2 separate regions of the Gossypium hirsutum genome follow, and region 1 is linked to region 2. Evidence: chromatin contacts called from public Hi-C data. All regions are on one chromosome and are shown on one strand. The core of a region is the stretch at or near the end of the contact, and the rest is flanking DNA. Distances in the headings are between cores, read along the strand shown.

Region 1 (4,039 bases), core at 664-3,163, 580 kb before region 2:
ACATAGTAAATTTTCTTCTCCTCTGCCCGTGGTTTTTTCCCGAAAAGGTTTACACGTAAAAAATCTATGTGTTCTTTATTTTATTTTTTATTTTATTTTCACAAAGGCAAACTTATTTTTGAGAATTCGAGACGTCGCGTGCTAACTTACGGGATACGACCTTTTGTTACCTCGAGATAAGAAAGCCTTTTATATATGTTTTGATTTATTTAAGGGATTTTACTAAAAATATATACATTAATACAAAGAGGGATCGTGTTTTTAACTCCTTTCAAATTTTCAATTTTCGACACTAAGGACATCAAGTAATTAATTAGGTACCAATTTTGGGCGTAACGAGGGTGCTAACCCTTCCTTGTGTGTAACCGACTTCCGAATCCGTTTTTTAAACTCTGTAGACCAAAAATCGTTGTTTTAAATCAAACATTTTATTAAAACGATCAAATTACGAGGTGATCTGATCACACTTCATAAAAAAGATTAATGGCGACTACATTTTCATTTTTAAAATAAAAAGTCGATTTCAAAAAAAAAAAGTTCCGACACCCATTAACAGTGTTAAAATTATTTTGTTAAATTCAACTTTATTACAACACTATTTTTTAGTTATATTGCTACAAAGTGAATATTATTTATTTCAAAATGTCACAACAACAAATTCATACAATTATTTTAATGGTAGTGACTAATTTACACAATTATTTCATTTAAAGTGACTAACTTAATTATTTTATTCAAAGTGACTAACTTAAAAAAAAGAGTTTTAGAATGATCAAACTAAGGTTAACTCTATCTTAAAGTGATCATCAGTATAATTTACCCCAAACAAAATTAGGGTGAACAATTTACAAGTTCGATCCAAAAAATTTAAAACCCAATTTACTTTTAAAACAAAATTAACTTACCTCTAAAACCAAAAAAAAAAACCAAATAAACGTATTTTAGATCGATTTGATCCAAAATCTACATTTAAAAAAAGTATACAAACTACTACCTGACAAACTAAATAATTTAACACAACACAGTATAACACAAGTTTCATAATCCATCACAACATTGCAACAAAATTATTTTCATTAACAATTTTTTTATTTATCAAATAATGAAGTGAGTTTTGCTTGAATGGGCGTCAAATGCTGAAATGAACCGTGTAGTGAAAGTGAAGGATCGGGTTTGGGTGTAGTATTTTTGGGTTTAATTTATTAATTCAGTTTAAATATCAATTGGATTTAATTTTTGGATATTGGCCCAATTAGTATAAATTTTAAGGGTAAATTATGTAACTCAACTTTAAAAAATTATAAAAAGTCACTAAATTATTTAAAATTTTTTTATTTAAAATATTGGATTATTATTAATTTTTTTACAATTAACGAGTTCTAAGCAACAAAAATAAATGATTGGTACGGTAGTTCAATATCTATCAACAAGTAAAAAAATATATTAAATCCAAGTCAATCTAATGATCAATGTATAATATTAGAAAAAAAAGTTTCTTAAATTTTAGTTTGAATATTCATGACGTTTAAAGTTGTTTCATAAGAAAAAAATAGACTGTAAAAGAGAAGGGGAAGCAAAGCTTTTGATTGGTGGAGGTGATGAAGATAGAAAAAGTTATACAACATTAATTTTAACAATTTATTAATTTAAATAAAAACTTTCAAATAGTTTAATGATTATTTTATAACTTTTTAAAATTGAGTGACGAAAACATAAATTTACTAATAATTTAATGACAATGAATATAATTTACCCCGATTACAATTAGATTCTGAATTGAGTTTAGGTTTATAATATATAAAATATAAAAATAAAAATAAAAATATGATTTAAAACCGGTTAATTCAATTTTAATTTTTTTAATCAATCCATTTTGCCCAACTTTTTAAACCGAAACAAAAATCAACTATTTGATTTTTGCACACTCCTGCAAATTACCATCACGCGCCACACGCGGTTGCCAATGCCATCTCTAAAGAGAAGGTATCCGTGTCAAAAGAAATACAAAATAAAATTCTCTTATAATCGCGTGGGGTCTACAAACATAGCCAATCAGAACACAAAACATCCCAATTTTTGCCTTTCTCTACATAATAATTATAATTATTATTATTAAAAATTGATTTCTGGGAGATTTCTTTTTTAAGCTTTATTTTTGCCTCTTTACATTTCTCCGCTACTTTCAGCAAAAAAAAAAAAAAAAAAAAACCACCCAAACAGACAATAGACTAGGACAGGAGGATCTCTCAGGTACTTGTTCTTTTTTATCTCTAGTTTCCTCTTTATTTCGTTTTATTTTTTGGTTTCTCTTCAATTTAAAATTTTCTTTGTTAGACACAAAAAGCGATCTAGCTTGAAAATTTCTATTTTTTTAATAAAATTTTGTTTGTTTTAGGGTTTAGGTGATGGCTTCGAAGCGGATCTTGAAGGAGCTCAAGGATCTCCAGAAAGATCCTCCTACCTCTTGCAGCGCAGGTTCATTTTTTTTTCTACTTCGTGTTTCGATTTGTTCATTTCTGAATTTTTTAGATTTGTTCGTTGAAACTCTTTTTTTTTTTTGAAAAATTGATTAGAAATTTTTTAGATATCTGCTTTTGAAAAAGAAAATTATGACATAATAATTACTATTGCTGCATAATTCAATTTGAACTATATATAACGAATCTATTTTCTATACTTATTATTGGTCTTTTCATTTTGACCATGATGATTCCATTTTATTCTAACTACAATATATTTATTTTTTATTTTTTTAAAATTTTCATGTCTAATTATTAGTTAATTATTGTTCATGTCTGTTTGTTAAGGTGTTATTTGGTCGTACGAAATTGTTCATGTATAGGTGAAGTTTGTAAGGAAACGATTTGGATAATTGCATGTATTGAGTATATGAACTCGTCATTTCTGTTATATGTGCTTAAATTTCTTAAGGCAAATAAGAGTAAGGATGAGTGGTTCGTTCAATTTTAATTTGGGAAAAGATTATCATAAGATTACTTGGTGATTGTTCATCTAACTATTGTCCTTTTGCTTATTTTTACTATTGAATTAGGCCCTGTTGCTGAAGACATGTTTCATTGGCAAGCAACTATTATGGGTCCTCCTGACAGTCCATATGCTGGTGGAGTGTTTCTAGTCACCATTCATTTCCCTCCGGACTATCCATTTAAACCACCAAAGGTAGTTGATTGTATTCCTGAACCAAACTAGTTTACATTCTTTCTTGCCTTGGCTCTATAATTTGTATTTTTAGCTATCAAGTGTTGTTATCCTATATCTGTTAATTACTGGATTTCCTGTGGTCTCATTTACAAGTTTGGTCCTTCCACTTATTACTTTTGGTTTCAGTTTGGATGCATAACATTAGTATTCAGGTTGTCTATTTGTAGGCCAAGTTGAGCTACACGTGAGGGGGAGTGTTAGGTGATGTTATCCCACATTTATTAAGTATTGGTCATATTTAAGTTGTGCCACTCCACTTATTACCAATTGGTTTTAGGTTGGATGCTTAACATTATCTTTATTGACTATATATTTGACTGTAACTGGCTGTCTTTTTCATTTAAAATCATGCCACTATATCTCTAAGTGCCTTGAAGAAAATTTCTCAGCATATTCTGCAACTTTTTTATGTGAACAAGCTATTTTTTTTATATATAACCATCTATGCAAGTGCTGTAGAGTGTAGACAAGATTGTTATCTCCTCAGAATTCCAATAAGATTTTTTTTATTTATTTTTATTATGTGGACCATGTGGTGAATGTTCTTACCTTTTCCTGATTTACATATCAACATTTGGTGGGATGTGTATATAGCATAAATGTTTAAAGCCTTCATGTTATATGGCTAATTCCTTGTTGTAGATACTGTGACCAAGGTGTCTCAGCAGTGCAAGTGGCTTATGCAAACATTGCTTGACAGTGAAATGAGTAAATGCTAATTCTACTTGATTGCCTTTTAGCATTTATTAGCTTATTCTGGCGCACCAATGTTTTTATCTCCACAGGGCATGTATGCATGCAGAGTGGTGCATACACA
Region 2 (3,862 bases), core at 53-2,552:
GACCCTCAACAAGTCCGGTATTATATTCTTGGAGCGCCTATACTCCATTTTAACCCCAAAATTTTGTCCCAGTGGTACTCATCTTACCCATAAATGCCTATATGCGATAGGGAATGAATTCAAACCACACCATAAAACTCTCAAGTTTCTCCTGGCACTGTTTGCGACTCCTGGCACCAGCATGTGGCGTCTCCATGCCCCGTTCATGGACAGGGCAAAAGCTCGACGCTAAAACGGAGCATAGAACCCCGAGACAGAATACTAGACCTTTTGAGAATCCAACCCTAAAAAAAAAATAAAAAGGCGCTGGGACTTGTTGAGGATCCGACCCTAAAAAATATCACCATCAGTCCTTAACCTGAAATGATACTGAAACCTTCATATGCATAGCAATCTTGAATATCAACTCTAGCATGAATTTAACCAACCAAACAACAATATAAACACGAAAACAAAATAAAAAAAGGTTCAGGAATGTTGAATTTTTACCAGCATTTGGTGAATAAACGTTAGCTTCAATAGGTTTTAGCCTCCCATTTTCGGAAACCCCAATTTCTCCCCCAATCCTATTGTTGTTCTTGGAATCATCTTCATCTTGTAGAGTATTAAAACCAGTCTCTAAACATAAAACCCTCTTATCCAACTCCTCGAATCTCTTCCTCAGTATTTCCAACTCAGATTCAGCTTTGGCTTTCTCATTTTCAAGCTCGCAATTCTTGCTTCTCAAATTTATAATTTCGTGTTGTTTCTCATACATACCCTTCACTTCCTCCGACAATCTATTACACCTTTCCTCAGCAGACTTTCCTCTTTCCCTCAAAACCATATTTTCTTCCCGCAACTTCGAAACCTCACCCCTCATGTCCTCCAATTCTTTCTTGCATTTCCTCAGATCATCCGCAAAACCCATTTTTTCCAACCTCTCTTCTTCGAATTTGTAGGAAAATGAATCCTTTGCATGTTTCAGTGACTCGATTTCCAGCTTTGATTTCTGCTCTCTCGCCAAAAATTCCTTTTCTACCATGGCGAAATCGTTGGAACGAAAAGTGGATTTTACAAGAGAAATCATTTTGGGAATGCTCCAAGTGCTGATATTCCCAATTTCGTTGTCACCCAAATCTGTCGAAGTAATAATTTCATTCTTAATAGCCATTATTTGTGAAATTGAAAACAAAACAAAGAAAAAGGGATATAAAGCGTCGTGAAGAAGAAGCAGAAAAGGAAAAGACTCTCAGGAATTTGTCCTTATTTTGGTGCCCTACTGAGGCTAAATACTTGAGTAGGTTGTACTTAGCCCAAACTCGAAACCAAATATGGCGCACTACAAGTTTTTTGGGTAAAACTTACATAGAAGTCCCTTTATTACGCTAGCTGTTAAATCCTTATTTTGGTATAATACTCTAACTTTAGCCCTCCAATTTTTACACTTTTATTTGATTTGGTCTCTATTCTTTTATTTTAAATAAATTGGTCTTTATCTTTCGCACTATTTTGTTTTATATAATATATTAATAATTAATTAAAATTAAAAATCATAATTTCCAATAATTATTAAAAGAAAAACTCTTTAAATTAAGAAGAAAATGTGAAATAAGAGACGAAAATGATATGCACAAATTGGCTTGACCCATGGATATTGCCATAGTATAAATATTTTCACTACTAGACAAAAAAGAGGTGTTATATCTATTATCTAGTTTTAAATCGGTTACCTGAATATGAAAATGTGATGACGTTATCTACTTTAAAAAATAGGTGAATTAATTTTTATACATTAAATTAAAGAGTAAATTAATCCTTCATGTTAAAAATTTTAAGGTAAACTACACAAATAGTTACTGAACTATGCATATATTTTTGTTTTGATCATCTAACTTTAAAATTTTTCAATTTAAGCATTAACGTTTGAACTCATTATTGTTTTTATCACATGCTGTAAATTGATAATAAAAAAGATTTTTTAATTGGTATAATGATACATTTAGTACTCTATACTTACATATTCTATCAATTTATCCTAATTCTAAATAATTTAATAAATTTAACCCTTCACATTTACAAATTCTATCAATTTGATCCTCAAACTTCCTAACCAAAGTTTTTATATTTTAAAACAAAGTCATTCCACATCTATAAAATCACAAAACCCGAAAAGATTATATATATAATAAATAAATAAATAAATAAACCTTCTCTCCACTAAGTACTAACAAGTCGTTTTCCAAGTCAATTCTTGATACCAATAAGTTTATATTAAATTCTTTTCTTTTCTTTTTTTTTTACATTAGTTTTCTTCTAAAGATAATATTTTATAACCCTTTAACCAATAAAATTTTGGCTAAAGAAAATAGAAAAACCGTTAAAAAAGCCACTTTAGATTTACTATTATTGTTAACAGTATTATATTTCCTTTAAGATATATAGAAATAATCCTCGAAGTTGGTTTTTGAAATTGAAAATTAAATCTAGAGTTAAAAAATATAACTTTGAAAAATCTAATTGCTCAATCAATAATTGCATAAAAAAATTTATGAACATTTAATATTTCATAAGAAAAAAATGTGAAAGAATTAATTAAATTTCTTTTTATTATATTGATAATAATTTTTTTTAATGTTATAAACTGATTATGAGATTATTATGTGTTCTATTTATTTTTAATTTTTAAATCTAAAATAAGCAACATGTATCACTAATAGTAATATGATTTAGTGTCAAATCATATACCAAATTAATTTAAAACTAAAATTATGCTAGTCAAAGTCAAAACTTATTTTTCAAAAGTATTTAACTATTTATATAAATTTATTATATATTATATTTTTAATATTTGTATTTTCTATTATTTTTAATGGTGTTTAGTTAATTTCTAACACCAACTTCTTAAAAATATAAACAAAAAGGGATATGTATCGATTTAGATAATTTCAACCATAGATAAAACAATTAATAGATGTGGAATGCCTCTATTTTAAAAGCTAAAAATTTTAGTTAAGAAGTTTGAGGATCAAATTGATAAAATTTGTAAATATGAAGGGTTAAATTTATTGAAATATTTAGAATTAAGATCAAATTGATAAAAATATATAATATTGATGAGGACTAAATGTGTTATTATACCAGTTAAAAAAACTTTTCGTTATCAATTTAATGGCAAGTAACCAAAATAGGAACAGGTTCAAACATTAGTGCCTAAATTGATTTTTTTTTTAAAGTTGGGTGACCAGAACTGTAATACCCCCTACCCGTATCCATTGCCAAAATAGGGTACGAGGTATTACCGGAGTTTATGATTTTTTTTTTATATTCAATATAGCCCCTTTATAAATATCTAACCTTCTCTGCAATATTAAATCGAGACCAATCCACTTCAACCAAACCAATTCAACATATTTTCAAGATAAATTCATGCATATTTATAAGATAACGTCATCACATACCCAAAACCAGGTTTGTTAACCATACTAATGGCTAACTTTATATTCATTTCACGTTAACATTTACTTTATTAGCTTATACATGCCATTGATTTCCAAAATAAAGTTTCTTTATATACCAAAATCCTAAGGTTGATAGTGTAATGTATCTCCGACCAAATCCGACCTTCGAGCTCTTAACACTACAAAACAGGGGAAAATGAAACAAGGTAAGCACTTTGTGCTTAGTAAGCTCATTAGAGCTGATCATGGGCTGGACAGCCCGGCCCGGCCCGAAGGCCCACCCGAAAAATGGGAGGGTTTGGGTAAAAATATAGGCCCGAAAAATGGGCTTGGGCAAAAAAACGAGGCCCGTTTAGAAAACGGGCTGGGCCTCGGGTAAGAGTTTTTTGGCCCGGGCCCAGCCCGAATTATATATTAATATA

The links. A called contact is a pair of places that touch in the nucleus more often than the background predicts.
Region 1: a Hi-C map of leaf shows a contact between it and region 2, with 2.4 times the contacts expected there. The contact joins the promoter of LOC107951155 here to the promoter of LOC107952066 in region 2. A contact is called at or near these places in 12 of 34 Hi-C or Micro-C datasets (anther, hypocotyl, leaf and 1 more).

Annotation. Positions count from the first base shown.
Region 1 is chrA02:47,861,605-47,865,643 of Gossypium_hirsutum_v2.1, reverse strand. It overlaps LOC107951155 (ubiquitin-conjugating enzyme E2-17 kDa), which reads left to right and starts at 1,913. Exons shown (of 5, transcript XM_016886088.2): 1 at 1,913-2,250; 2 at 2,396-2,475; 3 at 3,053-3,180. The coding sequence starts at 2,406.
Region 2 is chrA02:47,277,516-47,281,377 of Gossypium_hirsutum_v2.1, reverse strand. It overlaps LOC107952066, which reads right to left and starts at 1,302. Exons shown (of 2, transcript XM_016887308.2): 1 at 490-1,302. The coding sequence starts at 1,153.